Linked DNA regions of Mus musculus: region 1 is linked to region 2. Evidence: chromatin contacts called from public HiChIP or PLAC-seq data. All regions are on one chromosome and are shown on one strand. Each heading gives the region's core, a stretch centred on a gene start, on an enhancer-like site or on the middle of the called end of the contact. The rest is flanking DNA. Distances are from core to core; before and after follow the strand shown. Region 1 overlaps Col4a4 (collagen, type IV, alpha 4). Region 2 overlaps Nyap2 (neuronal tyrosine-phophorylated phosphoinositide 3-kinase adaptor 2).

Evidence for each region. HiChIP or PLAC-seq counts read pairs in DNA pulled down with a chosen protein or histone mark.
Region 1: an H3K27ac HiChIP or PLAC-seq map of VIP interneurons shows a contact between it and region 2, with 21 times the contacts expected there. The contact joins two enhancer-like sites. A contact is called at or near these places in 11 of 484 Hi-C or Micro-C datasets (B cells, the G1E-ER4 cell line, cerebellum and 7 more), 3 of 115 datasets of contacts at active chromatin or transcription factors (VIP interneurons, cardiomyocytes and heart atrium) and 1 of 9 other capture datasets (embryonic stem cells).

What each region holds. Positions count from the first base shown.
Region 1 is chr1:82,450,652-82,453,504 of GRCm38.p6, forward strand. It overlaps Col4a4 (collagen, type IV, alpha 4), which reads right to left. Exons shown (of 48, transcript NM_007735.2): 48 at 72-2,743. The coding sequence ends at 2,480. Among named protein-coding and RNA genes, the nearest start is that of Gm46095, 80 kb to the left of the region's middle. Within about 2 kb of position 1,475, at least 21 of the 459 cell types and tissues checked have an H3K27ac peak or open chromatin away from gene starts, as enhancers often do. A contact at or near this core is called in VIP interneurons, where this site is marked.
Region 2 is chr1:81,315,859-81,318,558 of GRCm38.p6, forward strand. The region is part of intron 6 of Nyap2 (neuronal tyrosine-phophorylated phosphoinositide 3-kinase adaptor 2); the gene reads left to right. Among named protein-coding and RNA genes, the nearest start is that of Nyap2, 240 kb to the left of the region's middle. Within about 2 kb of position 1,408, at least 14 of the 459 cell types and tissues checked have an H3K27ac peak or open chromatin away from gene starts, as enhancers often do. A contact at or near this core is called in VIP interneurons, where this site is marked.

The sequences.
Region 1 (2,853 bases), core at 225-2,724, 1.1 Mb after region 2:
ATTCTAGCAGCAAGGCTGAAGGGGGTTTAACATTGTTATGTAGCAAGGCACGTGTGTTCTAATAGTTCATATATTCCCAACCACCTCTTCCGGGAACATGTTCTCAGGCCAAGTTCAGGCCTGGTTTAGAATGATAAATGTAGAATCTGGAAACGTAAGAGTAATGTAAATAAAGGAGAAATGGACACTCAAAAAATATTTAACATGCACAGCATTGAACTTAGAATCAAATGGGTCAATAGAAAAACTTCTGTTACATCGAGAAAATATCTTATGTTAAAATAGAGATGTTTGGCCCTGGTTATATAGCAAGTTCCAGACCAAGCAGAGACAACGTCTTCAAAGCAAAACAAAAACCGTGTTTTTTTTTTTTTTTTTTTAAAGGCTGGGCTTCTAACACTTCTGGGACGCCAGGCAATTGCCAGGATATTGAAGCCAATGTGAGGTTGTGTAGCAAGTTTCAGGCCAACTTGAACTATAGACTGGGGTGCTATCTTAAAACATAATAAAATAAAATGTTATTTACCAGAAACTTATCTTAAAATGCCATCCCATAGACATCCTACAGAGATAAAAATGCTAAATGTATTCTGCATGAAGGAATTCATCATTGGCCAAATGATGGCAAGGCAAACACTCTTTAGAAGTATCATTATTTACTTTTGTTTCTATGTGTATGAGTATGTCTGTGGGTGGGCGTTTGCATGGGTACAGAAGGGCCCCTAGGAGCCAGAAAGGGGGACTGGAGTTCCTGGTGACTGGGAGCCAGTTCCTGGGTGCCAGGAACTGAATTCAGATCCTCCTCTGAAAAAGCAGTAAATGCTGTTAGCCCGAGTCGCCCCCCTGCCCCCCAGCCTCGGAAACCACATTTTAATTGAGTTTTTCTTTCAATTATTCTAAAGTGCACTGAAAAGTGAGCTCTGACATGAGTGTCTCTCTCAGTGGGGAAAAAATCCTTCCTTTCCATTAAAATGGCAATTTTACTTTGGCTGAGGAAGGTGAGTTTCAAAAAAAAATAAAAAATCTTTCCTAGCAAACCTTTCAATTTGTGGTTTGTAGGCATCCCCAACTTGATAGCAAGCAGACCTTTTGGTATGCAGAAAAGTCACTGCAAATTGACAGAGATCCTACCCGTGTACAGGAGCTGCTAAGTACCAGTGTCAAACAACTGTCTTGCCATGATGCTAATACAATATAAAGAATGTTTGAAAATTGGAGAGACAGATGCTCTCCAATTTAAAAAAAAAAAATCACAGGGACACAAAATTCAGATTGGCTATAGTCTTTGTTTCTGTTCAAGAGAGCCCCATGCTTTCCTGGTGGGGTGACCCTGACATAAACGAATCTTCTTACCTAAGTTTAATTAAGTCAGCCCTTAATTTTCTCCCAAGTGCATAATGATAGCCCTGTCACTTCCGGAGTGAGTCACCATTATCCATCTGGAGGAGGAGCCTCACAGTTTCTCCTGGGAAGGAAAGCCAGTGGCTTTGCATCAGGCTCTCCCTTGCCTGAGCAAGCCCCATGTGGCTTCAGTCCCATTAGCAGGAGGACATGCTGGCCCCCGACTGGGGAAAAGTGGTCTGTTTGCGAGTTCCCTGGGACGGGGGAGTCAATTTTTGTGAATCACTACCTTAATATTCATTAATAGCTTTTAGGCCCCTAATCCCTTATTGAATATATTTCTTCTATAATTGCTACTTTTCAAAGGGGTTGCCAAAGTAGGCATTTCCATTCTCTGTAAAATGCAGAAGAGAACATAATGTTTTATATTCATCTGTGAAGTGTTTATGCTAATCTCGAGGCTCTGGAATACAGGACTGCAGGCCTTCCTGCATAATGACCCATTTCTGCTTTGAAATGATCTGCTAATGCTGGCAGTGTAGAAAGGTTGGTTTTCTTTTTCTTCCTCCTTTTTAAAAACCTCTTTGGGCCATGGTCTCACAATTATTTAAAGTGCCTGGCTTAAAAAAAAAAAAAGATTATAGAGGGAATCATTTTGAAACACTGAAAAATCTCTACTTCATCGCTTCCTTTGTTGGCCTATTTATATTTTTTTTCCTATAAAATCTAGCCAGAAGCCCAATAGATTACAGAATAATTGACTTCAGTTGTTTGAGACTCTATCGACCAATGAATGAAGTTTATAATCTGGTCTTTGTCATCCGCTTGCTTTTTTGGGAATTAACACATGTTCAAATAAAGTCTGTTCTCTATAATCTCAATAAAAGGAGAAGGGGGAGCAACTCCACATGTACAGTGTTTGCTTGATCCATAGAGGAGGAGGAGGAGGAGGAGGAGGAGGAGGAGGAGGAGGAGGAGGAGGAGGAGGAGGAGAGGCCGGGAATAACCACGCTGAGAACAAGGCATGGCAGAAGTCTGGAGAGAGCACCACTGAATTTGCTGGAATAGTTGAGGAAGTTTGTCTTCCACTGGATGTCTGCCTTGATGCGGGTTGGCATGTTGGCATGTTTTGAATTCTTTAGCTGTGCTTCATGCAAACCTGGCACCTGCTGATTTTCCGGCGCTGGGCCTGAACTTCTTTCAAGGTGTCTGGTGACGGGCCAGAGGCAAACTGCAGGTCTGGGTTCACGGTGGTCAGCCAGAAGCTGTACTCGTTTGCAAAAAAGTGACAGGTTCCCTGTCGGCCCTGGCATTCAACGAACGGTGCAGCTCTGAAGTCCTCTAGGCAGCTGCCAGGTGACATCAGTGCCTGCCCACCTCCTTGGTCCCCAGCTCCAGTGTGCTACCCAGACAAGGAATAAAGAATTAGAGCTCAGGTACTCAAGACCACCAGGACAGAACCAGCGGCATGCCCAGGTCTGGCTCTACTCTAAAATCCCTCCTTAAGTCACT
Region 2 (2,700 bases), core at 158-2,657:
ATAAGCTGTTACTCCATTTTCTAGTTATATGCCTAGAAAAGGGTGAAGAGCCAAATGTTTAGATGAAACCATTCAATCCCTGTCACTGAAATGCCCTCTGAGGAGAGGGGTTTGTATAAAACCTCAGAGAGCGCCAGGGACCTGCCTTCATGAGACAATGATGACAGCACATTCACATGAAGACGTTGTCCCAGCGTGTGTACATAGCATTGCTGGTCCCCACTGTGAGATTTTCTGAACAAAATTGATCAACTCCTCTACCTAAGCCACAGTTGCTGTGACCCTGTCTCCCTGGCTTTGACCACGTACAAATAAATAAAGGAACAGAGACTGCTTTCCCTCTTAATAGCAGTCAGGTTGGACTAGAAGAAACGGGCACATGATGGTCTAAATGGCAATTTTATTAGATTTCGAGAAAACTTCGGAATAGTTCAGAAGGCGAGGTCATTGAACCTTTTATCGGAGGACCTTTAAAACTGTGATAGATTTTCAGAGGTAAAAATGACATCAGTGGGCTTCTTCCTGGCCAGTGGAAAGGGTAGCCGTGGGCTTTTCGACCTTTGTAACTTGGGTCTGTAGGAGATCCTAAACACTAAATACTCTTATTTACACACAGGCAAATGTTGACTGTTGTGAGAATGTGTATATTCTAGAACACCAGATAGGCGATTGTTCTAGGGGAGCAAGACGGGTTCTAGGGCCAAAAGGCACATGTGGCGTGAAAGCATTTGAAAGGGGTCTACCAGACTGGGACGAACCCAGGGGGAGGATGCGGGTAAGTAGAAGAGACCAGAGAGAGACGCAACAGAAGCAAATTTTGTTTGATAAATGACAACTTACTGTACATGAATATTTGATATGCTAATAAACATGTTTTAATGTCCACACCATTTGCATGGTTTTGTGCTGCCACAAGGGGGCAGTATTGCCTCAGCGTTTCCTCCTTACTGTCAGCTTTTTCTCCTAAAACCCTGCAGTAGATTTCTCAGCACTTGCTTAGGAAGCAGCAAGCAGTAATTTATCTTGTATTCTGTGTTGCAGAACAACAGGGATCTGGCTAAAGACCAGCACTTCTAAAATTTCTTTGTAACCATATATATAATGACCGTGGGTCTTTTATGTGTCAGTGAAAAATGCCACTTTTAGGAGGTGTGGGCCTCACCATAGCCTCGTGTGAATCAAACACATGGCCTTTTCAGTAATAGGATTTCAGGACTAACGAGGGAGTATTAGACCTGCAGGAGAGTCAGGAAGCTGAGGTTCCTTTGAGAATTGAAAGACTCCCCTGGCTCTCCAGCAGCTGGGCGGGAGGATGAAAGACCAAAGACATCTTTAGCCTTCTCTGTAGTCACGACCAGCAGCTCTGTCTCCATTTTGTGTTGAGTAGGAGGACAAGCAGCCTGCCTTCCCTGGTTCAGCTGGCTTGCAGAAGGATGCTCTGGCAGGTTTGTCACATGGGGTGCAGAGAGCCCCTTCATAGCAGAGGGAGTCAGGTGAAGCTACAGAGCCTAGGATCTAATTCTCCAGAGTGAGGTCGAAGAGATTTTCAGTAATTAACTGTCTATTCTGGGAGCTGCTGGGTAGTGCCAAGGAAGGATAAAACTAAGCCTTCCTTTCCCCTGGGGGAACTAGATGAGAAGACTGCGGCTCTCAAAGAGAGGCCAACTCACAAGGTTTGGGGCACTGAGTCCAGATTCACTCAGTGTTTGAGTGCTGAACATGTGCGTTTAAAGTGTCTTCTGAGAAGTCATGCTAAGAAGGGCTGTATACCCCTGTGTCGTCAAATGAAATAACTTGATGTCAACGTAAAACAGTGAGCACCTGTTATCTAACACACCTGTCTGGAGTGTTTGTTTCCCTTTGTCTAAAGCATAGCTAGCCTGTGGGAAGGGATATTGCTTGGGGAGTAAATGACAGGAAGTGTTTGCATTCATCTGTGCCCCCTTGAGACTGGGACCAGTCTCCATGAAAAGGGAAGGGGTGTGTTATGTTGTGACTCTGATTAGCTGGGGGAAATTCGGGACCTGTAATGTGACTTAAGCAGCAGATGCTCTCCATCGACCAGTGACCACAACCTCTCTGAGCCTTTCTCTTTGGGTTATCTGATTCCAGAAAGACCCTCAGAATTTGCTGTTAGTCAGTGGAAAACTGGACCATATGCTTGATGCCATGGGCCAAATCTGGTCTACTTTCTGGTCTTCTAGGAACAGTGCATTGGTAGAGAAGCTAAAGTTATATTTGGTCAGCGTAGAGTATGGGAATTTCTTGATACTGAGCATAGGAGAGTCATCAGAATTCAGGGAATTAAAAACTACTTTAATGTGGGAAGAGGTATACTTTAGTTCTTCACATAAGGCGAGTGCTCTAACATGACATGACAGCCCCCACCCATAGTGGCTATCACTTGGAAGTCATAACTCTAATAACATACTGATTGTAGAACCAATGGTGTTTTAGGTGAGGAGCAGTCTCAGTTGTATATATTACCATAAAGGAATGAAGTGTCTTTTAATTCAAAAGGAGAGTTAGCATTAATCCACAATTCTCATTGTTGAAACTTCAAAAGGATTTGCCTTCCCCCACAACCCATGTGCAGTAGCCAGTAATCTCCATACTTTGTTTGCTGACAGTGACAACATCTCCATTGCTGTGTTAAAAATTCAGAACAAATTGTGACCCCCATCTTTGGAGGTTGAGTTC